Linked DNA regions of Mus musculus: region 1 is linked to region 2. The links are chromatin contacts, called in public promoter capture Hi-C maps. All regions are on one chromosome and are shown on one strand. The core of a region is the stretch at or near the end of the contact, and the rest is flanking DNA. Distances in the headings are between cores, read along the strand shown. Region 1 holds the start of Igtp (interferon gamma induced GTPase). Region 2 holds the start of Hand1 (heart and neural crest derivatives expressed 1).

Evidence for each region. Promoter capture Hi-C pulls out the DNA fragments that hold promoters and counts their contacts.
Region 1: a promoter capture Hi-C map of second pharyngeal arch cranial neural crest shows a contact between it and region 2. The contact joins the promoter of Igtp here to the promoter of Hand1 in region 2. A contact is called at or near these places in 6 of 39 promoter capture datasets (cranial neural crest, embryonic stem cells, frontonasal cranial neural crest and 3 more) and 1 of 9 other capture datasets (embryonic stem cells).

What each region holds. Positions count from the first base shown.
Region 1 is chr11:58,198,260-58,200,959 of GRCm38.p6, reverse strand. Igtp (interferon gamma induced GTPase) reads right to left here and starts at 1,404. Exons shown (of 3, transcript NM_018738.4): 1 at 1,181-1,404.
Region 2 is chr11:57,830,804-57,833,503 of GRCm38.p6, reverse strand. Hand1 (heart and neural crest derivatives expressed 1) reads left to right here and starts at 1,357. Exons shown (of 2, transcript NM_008213.2): 1 at 1,357-2,260. The coding sequence starts at 1,718. It overlaps Gm32915 (a long non-coding RNA gene), which reads right to left and starts at 1,396. Exons shown (of 3, transcript XR_003949681.1): 1 at 3-1,396.

The sequences.
Region 1 (2,700 bases), core at 155-2,654, 370 kb before region 2:
GGCGTGTGCCACCTTTTTATAGAGGTGTAAAACATAAATAAAAAGCCCCCGTGGACTGTTCAAGAAAAAAAAAAAACCAACAAAAAGAAAGACAAGGAAAGAAAAAAGAAAAGAAAGGAAGAAAGGAGAGAAGAAAGACATCTTGAATTATACAAAGCAGTTCCTGGTCACGCTTCTGGTTGATCTAAAGCTGACTACAATTCTCCATAAAGATCCAGATCTCTCTAAATACTCTGGGGAAAGGGGGGGAAAGAGATGCCTCAATGAAGAAAGCACTGGCCTCACAAGCAGGAGTTTGAACCCCTGGCATCCACATAAAAGCCAGTTTCAATACTCATGCCTAAAATACCCTAGCTGGAGAGGTGGAGGTCCAGAGGAGGATCCCAGAGGGCTTGCTGGCCAGCCAGTCAGTCTAGCCAAGAGGTTCACTGAGAGATTCTATTTCAATAAAATGAAATAAATTGGAGAGTGACTGAGGAAGACACCCTAATGTCAGCCTCTGGATTATACACACATACACACTGGCAAGCAGACACTCGGGCCCACACACAAATGCAATAGTCTCACACACACCTGCACAAAAAAGGTCACATACACAGTGGAAGTGGCAGCCCATTGGTTGCCTATGTTACTATGTTCCGTCGGGTTGCATTTTGTTATACTCTCTTCCAAAAGATTAAATTAAATGCTGGCAGATGAAGAACCAGCGTCTCCAAGGCAGATAGATAATGCCCAACAGAGTTAGACAAAAAGTTTCCTTATGAACCCAGCCTTCCAAGCCAGAGTTCTAGCCCCTGCGTGTCGCACATGGAGAACAGATGCACATTACACAATTCCAGAATGTTCCAATATTACCTGTGGGCTGTTCTGATCCTGGACTCTGGCCCCTGAGGGGTCATCGAAGTAGTGGCCAAGAGAATTTGAGTAAAATCCCACCTGTTTTCTCTTAACTAGGCTCCCTCAGAAGACCCACAAACCCAGGGATACCCAGGTAAAAAAAGAAGCACACTGCTTCTCTCTGGTGAATTGGAAGGACTTGATTCAGCCAGACACCATGCACTCCGATCCTGAAGACAGTGCAGGAGGGTGCCTGCTGCACAGGGTGCCCCAGAGGAACACCTGACCCCAGACTCCCCTGCCCTGAGCAGGTTTATAGGCCAAGCAGGAGCCCCTCACCTACCTGCTCAGAAGCCTTACAAAGCTGCAATCCAGGCTCAGGACGGTCAGGAGAGAGAGAAGTGTGGTGGGGCAGGGTCCTGTGGGGAAGAGCGATTAGAAGAGGCAGGAGCAGCTGAAGGGCAGCCTGAGCTCCTAGGTTTCCTCTCAGACCCTGCTCTATCTATGTTGGCCCAGATGTAAGTCCCCAACTTCTAGGCGTGAGCCCTGCCTGCCTCCTCCCCAAGGGGCGGGGCCTGATGCCCGAACAGCTTTCAGTTTCAGTTCCTAGAAATGGCTAGTTTTCGGGAGTTAGCACTCAGAGGCCACGTTCTTCTTCAAAGAGAGGGGTAACTGGGCCAGATTCCAGGTATAGAGGTCAGAAGTCTGCCCGTGAAGCCTGCCATTCAGACTTCGGTCAGAGCTGCCTTGTCTGACCCTGCTACCTCCTTTCCGGAGCCCCTCTTAATGATGGCACCATGTTGAGACCCAGCGAACTTGGTCCTTGGAGAACTACTCGCCCTTCATTGCTGCTCCTTGGGGCTTCTGTCGCTTCTCATTGTCTACTCGCTCCTTCCCGCCCACTCAGCTCAGGGGCAGAAATTCCACCTACTCTGCCCTGTTCCAATTCTGTCGTCTCCCCAGGATCAAAGTATGCGGCAGAATATGCCACCTTTAAGTGGTCTCCTTCTGCCCACCGGTTTCTCTTGAGTTCAGGAAAAATATTTAAAACAAAGCAAAACAAAAACCAAAAAATAAAAATAAACACTCTCCCCCCCTCCCCCTCCCCCCTCCCCCTCCCCCCTCTCCCCCTCCCCCTCTCCTTTTTTTTTTGTGTACAGTGATGCCCTGGACCACTGAGTGCCCAGGTAGAGGGGAATGGGCTAGTTTCCCTGTGTAATTGCTTAGCAGGGTAAGTGGCTGATGGGAAGTGTGTGCTCATTTGCACAGTCCATGCCCCCAGGGCTCCCCCCACCCCAGGCCATTTACTGACCTGGTCTTTCATTTTCACTCACTGTCCCTAACATCCTGACTCCCTCCCTCCCCCATCCCTCCCTTCAATAGGTGTGCATGTGCATGAGCCTCGGAGGTCGGAGCAGAGAGTTGGAACCCGTGCAACCGGAGTTACAGGACATTTCTCTGTATAGCTCTGACTGTCTTGGAACTCACTCTGTAGACCAGGCTGGCCTTGAGCTCAGAAATTCGCCTGCCTCTGCCTCCCAAGTGCTGGGATTAAAGGCGTGGCCACCTCTCCCGGCCTGGGCATCAGATCTTAATACAGATGGTTGTGAGCCACCATGTGGTTGCTGGGATTTGAATTCAGGACCTTCGGAAGAGCAGTCAGTGCTTTTACCTGCTAAGTCATCTCATTTTTAAGTGTCTCTGCCACCTGTGACTTCTCTCGCTCAGAAAATGACAGCAGGCAGCACTCTGCAAGATGCCCTTGCACAGGAGTGTTCCTGATCGATGAACTTGGTCAATAGATGATTGACAGGCTGGGGAGATGAAGTCAGTAAGGTGCTTACAGTGCACACACAGGGACCT
Region 2 (2,700 bases), core at 108-2,607:
ACCCACTTGCTACTGGGCCTCACATCCCGTCTGCGCACGGTGGCCTCTCTCCCACTGTCCCTGCCTGGTAATTGTCTTACACAAGCTGGGCCTCAGCGAGCAACTTTCGAGTGGCTGGATCAGAAGCGAATTAAAAAGAATTTGACATCATCTCATTTCCCCCCTTAACTGACATTTGATAGGCACAAGCCCACCTAGGGAAGGAGCGAGACCAGAAATGTTGGTGAGGATGGAGGGGGTCCTAGGGACAGGGACCTTAATGAAAAGATGAAGAAGACCCAGAGTTTCAAGCTTAAAAGCCTGGTCTCCCACGTTCTTATCAACTCTTGGAAAGCCATCTCTTTGTGGAATCCCACCTTGGAGAATCTAGGCTGATGGGGAGCAACACAAGGTTGCACAGATATTCCCTGCCTCAGCAGAGTGAGTGTGAAGCGCCTAGGCTGTTTCTCCGTGGATATCAGGGGTGGGGGTGGGCTGGTTTCTTCCAGTGTGAGCCTCAGTGGAAGTATCTTTATAGGATCAAAGATTTTCATGCAGGTGGCGAGCCAGATGGAGTGAGCAGCCCAGCAGTCGCCGGCTCCTTAGCCCTACGTGCGAATCTTCCGAAGACACCGGGGAGTCCTGCCACAGAGATGCCTTGGGGCCAAGGCGCCGCCAGGCTGCCTCGCCACCAGCTCAGCCTGCCGGCGTTTACACCGAACCAGGCGCCTGAGAGGCTAGAGGAGCAGAGATCAGCCACCGTCTCCACCCCCAACCCCCAAGCCCGGAACAAACTGGTCAGTGCCCAAGAGCTGGAAGCCCCGCTCCCTTTCCCTCCCACTTCCACCTCGGCCTCTGAAGGCTCTTCTGGAAGTCCGCAGCTGGGCGAGAACTGGATCTCAGGAGACCACCTTGTTGGGCAGCAGCTCCAGGTCCTGCCTGAAGCAGGGGACCTAAAGGTGGGGCTATAGGTGTTAGGGCCTAGCCTACTTCCCTGCTGGGCCCAATGGCCTTCAGGCTCCCACGATGAGCAGTTCGGGTTCAGGAATGCTGCATATCCTATTCTGAATTTCAGGCCTAAAAACAACAATTTGTTCTGGTCCTCAGTTTCCCTATCTGTGAAATCAAGTGTGTGTGTGTGTGTGTGTGTGTGTGTGTGTGTGTGTGTGTGTGTGTGTGTGTGTGTTGATGAGGCTCTGTCTGTTTTCAAGGGATAATTCTAGAATCCTTTCCTTGGATCCATGAAGAAAGGGTGGTAGGTTCAGTACAGGGAGTGAGCAGGCCTGGCCTCAAGTTCGTAGCCCCCGCCCTTCCAGGAGGGGAACTGGGAGAGGGGAGGGACATAGGCGGGGCGGGTTTTCAGTCCCTGTGGTCAGCTTAGAATTGTGTGGCGCTTGCTGAGCATAAAACTTGGGACCGCCACCCCCTTCCCTCCTCCTGCCATTGGCTCCGGCTAGAGGTTGACATCAAAGCCGAGGCCTTATATAAGCAGGATCCTGGTGGCAAGTCCGCAGAAGGGTTAAACCCGGTCTTTGGACGTCTGAACCCTTCTCCCTCGTTGCCTACAGAAACCTTCAAGAGGTCGGCAGGTCCTTCGTGTCATCTCCAGCCTTGCTCGCTCAGGACTCTCCAAACCCCAGCCAGTTCGCTGCCTCTGGAGCCCACGGTGACCCCCTTCTGTGGGGCGCATGGGGCGGTGCTAATTGGGCTGACAGCACAGGCCAGGAGCCTCTCCAACATGAACCTCGTGGGCAGCTACGCACATCATCACCATCATCACCACTCACACCCGCCGCACCCCATGCTCCACGAACCCTTCCTGTTTGGCCCGGCCTCGCGTTGCCACCAGGAGCGGCCTTACTTCCAGAGCTGGCTGCTGAGCCCGGCTGATGCTGCCCCAGATTTCCCTGCCGGCGGGCCACCACCTACCACCGCAGTAGCAGCGGCTGCCTATGGTCCCGATGCCAGGCCGAGTCAGAGCCCAGGTCGGCTGGAGGCTCTTGGAAGCCGCCTGCCCAAACGAAAAGGCTCAGGACCCAAGAAGGAGAGGAGACGCACAGAGAGCATTAACAGCGCGTTCGCGGAGCTGCGTGAGTGCATCCCCAATGTGCCCGCCGACACCAAGCTCTCCAAGATCAAGACTCTGCGCCTGGCTACCAGTTACATCGCCTACTTGATGGACGTGCTGGCCAAGGATGCACAAGCAGGTGACCCCGAGGCCTTCAAGGCTGAACTCAAAAAGACGGATGGTGGTCGCGAAAGCAAGCGGAAAAGGGAGTTGGTGAGTCCCGGGGCTTATAAGTTCCAGCTAAGGGTGCGGGCTGGGGTAAGTAAGAACAGGCCTGCAAACACTGAGCTGTGTTCTGGGTGGGACTCTGAAAGACTAGGGAGAGTTCTGAGGTCGACACAGTCTGCCATTGTGTGCACAGTCATTGCTGAGTGAACATAGAATTTTGCTTTTTAAAAGTGATCGTAGGGCCTTACAAGATGAATTGAAAACCTTGGGCTTCCAAGAAGGGGCTATATTCTATATTATAGTTTGTTTTAAATCTGAAGGTGTTTTGAGTCTTCCCTGGGCCCTTCTGGAAGCCAGGTTGAGAATGAAAGTAGGAAATGACTTAAATACTGCACTGACGTGTGATGTTCTCCCAAAACAGTTTTTAAAGCAACAAAACAAAACAAAAAACCCAAACACAAAAACCCAATACAAGTCGAGGCTTC